2 separate regions of the Drosophila melanogaster genome follow, and region 2 is linked to region 1. The links are chromatin contacts, called in public Hi-C maps. All regions are on one chromosome and are shown on one strand. Each heading gives the region's core, a stretch centred on a gene start, on an enhancer-like site or on the middle of the called end of the contact. The rest is flanking DNA. Distances are from core to core; before and after follow the strand shown.

The links. Hi-C and Micro-C count contacts between places; a contact is called where the count stands out from the background.
Region 2: a contact with region 1 is called in a Hi-C map of the Kc167 cell line, with 1.9 times the contacts expected there. The contact joins two enhancer-like sites. A contact is called at or near these places in 37 of 107 Hi-C or Micro-C datasets (the D17-c3 cell line, the Kc167 cell line, the S2 cell line and 13 more).

The regions. Positions count from the first base shown.
Region 1 is chrX:8,939,726-8,942,827 of dm6, reverse strand. The region is part of intron 3 of rdgA (retinal degeneration A); the gene reads right to left. Among named protein-coding and RNA genes, the nearest start is that of CG43255, 17 kb to the right of the region's middle. Within about 2 kb of position 1,712, at least 6 of the 39 cell types and tissues checked have an H3K27ac peak or open chromatin away from gene starts, as enhancers often do. A contact at or near this core is called in the Kc167 cell line and head, where this site is marked.
Region 2 is chrX:8,996,156-8,999,220 of dm6, reverse strand. The region is part of intron 3 of rdgA (retinal degeneration A); the gene reads right to left. The region is part of intron 2 of lncRNA:CR43836 (long non-coding RNA:CR43836); the gene reads left to right. Among named protein-coding and RNA genes, the nearest start is that of mir-31b, 4.3 kb to the right of the region's middle. Within about 2 kb of position 1,275, at least 6 of the 39 cell types and tissues checked have an H3K27ac peak or open chromatin away from gene starts, as enhancers often do. A contact at or near this core is called in the Kc167 cell line and head, where this site is marked.

The DNA.
Region 1 (3,102 bases), core at 463-2,962:
GCAGGCAAAATTGTCTTTATGCTTTGTGTCCTTTGTTTTTGGCAGCTCTGTGTTTCTTTTTTTTTTTCTAAATGTATATATTTACTTGTATGTATTTTTTTACTTTTTTTTTTTTTTTTGCTGCGTGGAATCTTCACCTTCATCTCCATAAATAATTCAGCAAGCTGAGCAGAAAGTGACAAGACAAAATCTTAGACCTTTGGTCATAGTTTTTTCGTTCATCTTCTTCGAATTTTCCTGACAAAAATGACATGGCCACAGGACTCGGCCAAAAAGCGTCTATCACAGTGGGCCAATTGTCTAAGGTCGAAACGAAAAAAAAAAAAAATCCCCCAATGAGTTGTTAACATATTAAGGAGATTTCACTTAAGTACGCACAACAACATCTTATTATGTGAAGCCCCAGCAAAAGTTAATGAGGAGAAACCCCCCACCCCAAAAAAAGTGGGCAACACATTATACTACGACGTTGTTTTTGCCAGTTGAAGGCGAAGGCTGGGCCCACATGAAATGTGTTTCAAATTGCCCATAAAAGTGTGTCAAAAAAACAAAAAAAAAAGGGGGGACCAAAAGGCACGACATGTGTGCACATTAGAGGGTATTTTAATAAAGTTCATTAGTTGCCTTCAATGGCGACAATATTGCGAAAACTGCCAAAGAAAATAAACAAGGATACAAACTTCCGAGTATGTAGAATTTAGTTTCTCCCAGCAAGTTAGTTTGTTTTTAATATTTAATGTAAGCGGTAACAGTCAAAAAATCCCTACAGCAAAGAGTACTATTTAATTATACCGGTTTCCTTGTGCCAAATTGACTGTGTGTAAATTAGGCTCGGAAAATATGTTCGGCTTAATGGCAACAGTTCTATTAGAAATGATTTATGAACTGAGCAGGACCCACGCACAAATCACTCGAGGATTCGCGCATCCTAAACCCTTTTTTTTTCGAGCGTTTTTCTATCCGTTTTTGGGGATGGGGGCGCGTGGCGCGTTTTGGTGAAGGTGAAGGACATGAGTTGGCGAATTTCCGGCAAAAAAAAAACGAAGGCATGTGTCTGCGAATTTTTGCGTTCATTTGTGCACAACGAGTGCGTGCTCTTTGGGGCGTGGCTGTCAAAGCGAATGGATGGAACGCACATACACCTTATATCTACTACAATATAATACCTAACATTACAGTACGCCCTAGTAAAATAAAGAAATGAAAATAACAACCACACACACATGAGTTGGCAGCTGAATGGGCATATTTTCGGCATGATTTAACACTTAATTAGCAACGTTTTTGACTCGAGTGTCGCCCCATCATCATTGTCAGTGGCTTGTGGCACACGGGGCGTATGAGTAATCGCCATAAATGTTATAATCAAGCATAAACACACGTAAGCGTTACTACCACACACGGGTGCACCGGAAAACTAAGCTGAAGCTCAAGAAAAAACTAAAATGGAAATGCTTTGAAAGTAAAGGTTTTCATAATTTTCGTAATCTTATAGTAAATGTAATAATTTTAGTTTGTGCGGTTTTTTTTTTTTGTTTTTATCTACTATTTTCGTCTATTTGCAGCTAATTATGACGCACTTTTTTCTCAGTGAACGCATCCCTTTTTCCGGTGCCAGCTGTGTGAATTATTAAATAAGCAACATGGCGGACAGCAGAGAAATAATGAAAAATAAAACCCAAATGTTGCATACTTCTCAGCTGAAGGGATTTCTACCTCACTCCCTTTAATGCCTGAGTGTGAGTGAGTATTTATGTAAAAAGGTGTAGGTGAGTGTGTGCGTGCGTTTGTGTTTGTGAACGGATTTTGTTTTCGTTTAACGCTTTTGCAAGTGGTTCCCGGAAAGTAATCGGTTCTTGATGGCCAAAAGCTGTCGGTGAGCAGAGATTTGTTCTTAAATTTATGTGAAAATACAGTACTGAATTTTGGTAAAGAAATGAACGAGCACAACTTGGCACAAATTCACTGGAAAATCATTAAGTTGAACTATAATTTCTCTTCGTTTTGGCATATCTTTCGCTTCTTGTGCAATTAAATGAACAGGAAAATTAAAAAATCTCTGCAAACGGAAATGGAAAGTTTCTAACGGAAATGCCAAGGCACACACACACACAAACACACACACAGGCACACACACACACACCCATTCGAAATGCAGGCAAATGTGCAGGAAAAGCTCTCTGTGCGCCGATGCTCACTAATTAGCCAAGAATTTCCATCTAAAATTGAAATCTCATTCCCCCTTTGACAGACGCACTCTCCAAAGTAGCCGGAATATTGCTTAAATATTTATAATAAATGCATGTTGTATAACATTATATTCCTTTTATTTTTTATATTCACTCCAATTCCGCCCCTCATCACGAAACTGCGAGCCCCATTCCCAGCCACCCGACAATCCTGTTCCTCTGTATGCAAAATAAATAATTTCATTTGACTTGCAAATGCTGGCTGGCTGCCATGCAATGCCAAGCTACTCTCAGCTGAAACCCAGGGAGCTCAGACTCTGAGCCGACCCATAATGCCTGGCATCAGCTATATGGCTATAGCAGCTATGGATGGCTTCGGTAGCGGCAACAACAATCCGGCCAAAGGAAAACAATGCCAAGAACAGTGCAAACAGAGTGGTAGCAACAACACATATGAATCGAGGGAACAACAGCAGCCAAAAGGGGCAAAGGAAAATCCAAGGCAAAGGCACCACCTCAAATACCCTTTAAGGATGATGTATCAAAATTAAAAATCAAAAAAAAAAATGATCCCAGTGGTAAACAAGAAATTCGTTGTTAAGCACTTGCATTGATTTTTTTTAATGAATTTTCCAGCATATGCAATGCTTTTCTTCGCCTACCATAAGATCCTTTGAAGCGTATCGCTTGACAAACAATAAACGCTGCCACACTTTTCCGCACTTTTCCCTACTTTTCCGCACTTTTTTCGCCCCTTCGCTACCTCGCTTTCCCGTTTGCCGTCTTTTGGCCCTCAAGTGCAACACACTCGAAAGCGTTGGCACTCAGAGTGTTGCCTACTTTTAGGCCACGAGGCAGGACGGAAATGGCGGGCTTTTAAAAAACGCAAAAGCCAGCTAACTATGAAAAAAAA
Region 2 (3,065 bases), core at 26-2,525, 57 kb before region 1:
ATTTACACGCCAAACAAATTTTTGCTGACCAATTTCGTGAGTCCCAAACAAACGCACAAGCACACACTCACTCGCACTCGCACACAAAAGCCCTCGCATCGAAGGTTTTCGCAAATTGAAAAATCCTTTTATCGCCATCGGTGCTAAAATTGTTTGTTTGAAGTATTTTTGAAAACTGCTGCCAGTTGCATGGCTGAAAAATGCAGGGGCCAAAACCATTGACGACCTTTGTCATCGTTTCCATAAAAATGTTGTGCTAAGGTAATTCCCTTACGCATAATTGAAATGGAAAAATAGGTAAATTAAAAAAATAGTGATTAATAATTAAAAATAACACTAAGAAATTTGGTTTTTTCTTTTAGAAATATGTAGAATGTGATAGGTATATGAAATATTAAACGCAAATGCCGCGAGGGCAATCAGATTCGTGGTCGTGATGCGTGTTGCCTTTTGACCTGGTCATGGATATTCTTGTTTGCCGTTTGAAGCGATGTGCAGTTTACCCGCCCTTCTTTTGTTGTATTTTAAAACTTTTTTCTTTTGCCTCCTGCTTTGCTTTCTATTCCCTTTCAATCCATTCGAAAAACATACAGGTGCACGTGTGTGTTTAGTTGAAAGTGCTAAATTGACGGGCGATGCGGTTCGCTACGGTTCGGTTTGATTCCGGGCTGGAAAATGGATGAGACTGAGGGGAAATGGGGCGAGAGGCGGTTTCGTTTTACAGACAATAGGTGGCTAAAGAAAAACAACGGCAAAAAAAAAAAAAAAAAAGAATCCATTATGGCATACCTTTGGCATGTGCCGCGAGTCCTCTGGTGGCGCGGGGTCACCACTCGATGAAAAAGGGGGTCACCATGGGCGAAACTGATGGTGGGGTCTCAAATGCGAACACGAATGCGAGTGTGAGCTAAAAAAAAGGGATGCGGCCGGACAAAGAGCGATCCTTTCCAACCAAAACCCCCCACCCCTTCGTTTTCTTTTCTCCAAACGCTCCTGTTTGTGTGGGTCGCAAATTGAAAGCGTGAAATTAAATGAAAATGATATAGCTTTGAAATTGAATTCCATAGAAATGCCGAAAGTTTGCCAGGTGACAGCATGGAATGGTATTGTGAGTCGCAAAGAATTTGTTAGAGTGCGTAATTAGAAAAACTGCCGGGGCATCTGACCTTCGACGAGTTATCCAGATTTAATTGGAAAATGCAGGAAAAGCAGGTGCATTCATAGGTGCATAGCCTATTTCCGTACTGAGATTGATTCGATTGCGATTGCCTACTTTTCGGCATTTTTCAAAACAATAGTCTTGCTACAAAAAACGATTAAGCCGTTAACCCATTAAAGTCACAACAATGGCATAGCTTTTAAATTCCCTTTGCGCAGAAGTTTAAGAAACCAAAACTTTTAGAGAATGTACCGACCACAAGCAAAGTTTCTTCAACAATTGCCCTGATTTATGCCACTTTAGTTAAGGGTGAATACTTTGTAATTAAGTAAATTTCCGGCCAAGTAAAATGCCCATAAATCTTGGACATTGTTCGCCACTCAGTTAATTAGTCGAGAACTGACAGATTGTGCTTGGCAGCGATAAGCCAGCAATTCGAATGGGAAACCATTTTCAATTGACCAGCCCCACATTCGCACACATTTTCCCCCTTAACTTACTGCATCGTTTAAGGGGCCAAATCAATTATATACACACGTATATTTATATATTTATATGTATATATATATAGAGAGTGAGAGAGACTGGATTATTACAAACACGTTATTTATTTGCCGACCCCTTGACTTGACGCCGCTGCCCTTTGCCGTTTGCCCTGCCATCCACTTCCCTGATGGCCTCGTAATTGTTCAGAGCCCGCGTGGCACTAAGTAAAAAGTTTTGTATAATTTTTCATAAAGGCACAGCCCGACAAGGAGCCACAACAACAATATGAAATATATATATATTACACATATATATAATATGTACAGCATTTCAAAGCGCTGCAAGTGGAGCAACTGGGGATTCGGTGGCGTATGAGGAATTTCCTTATTATGTGACCGAGCAAACCGAACGCCATATCCTCGGGATTCACTTCACTTCGGCTGGGAATTGGGGATATACCCCCACCCCCCCCCCTTTGGCTGTGTGCCCCTGCATTTTAGTCTGGCTCATTAAAGGTGCCACAAAAATGAGAGCGCTTCACTTACAGGCCCCATAAACAATTTGCTGAAATTAATTCGGACTTTCCCCCTTTTAAATGTTTAAAAAAAAAAAAAAATTAAACTGCTCTTAAGTGAAACATACATCAAAATTTTCGCCGAGAAAATTAGAAAGTTCTTCACCTTTCCAACTCGAAAGCGAAAATGGATACTAGTAAAATTTCGTAATTTATTGAAATAAAGCAATTTGTGAACTTTTGGCAAGAATTTAATTGGTCCGAGTGGCTGACTTCCCCCATTTTTTTTTTTTTCGTATTTTCCTCGCCCAGACGCTGAAAATTAATCCGCGGCATTTTAATTTTTCCGGCGGAGTAAAACTCGTGGAAATTGAGTTAGTCAGGCGTGGATCTGCGGTCAAGGAATGAGGGGTTTGGGAAGTTGTCTAAAATAAAAAGAAGAAAAATATGTTAATTTCAATTAATTGTTGGCAGCAGGGAAAGGAAGGAAAAAAAAAAAGGAAACCAAGAACGAAACGAAAAATTGGTTAAAATGGAGAAGAGTTTACGCTTGATGGGGTAAGGGTTTCCAATTTTCTTTGGGTTTGGGTTTGGGTTTTGGATCTTCTTCCTTTTGTCAGAATAACTTGGAAGCAGCATCATAATTTGCTGCCATTTGTCGCTGCCACAAAAAAAAAAAAAAAGAAAAAAAAGAAAGAAGACAAGACGAGAAGTGTGTTTTTGTTGCACTTAATGACTGTTAGGGAAATTTTATAACGCGTGGCATTTTTGGGCGCCAAGAACTTTATCGAAAGAGGGAGGGGGGAAGGCCAAAAGTGTTCCCGGAAATTCAGTAGAATATTTAAATAAATTTTTGACAGAGTAAAACTCGGCAAACAAAACGAAAAGTGAATGGAAAAACTTTTT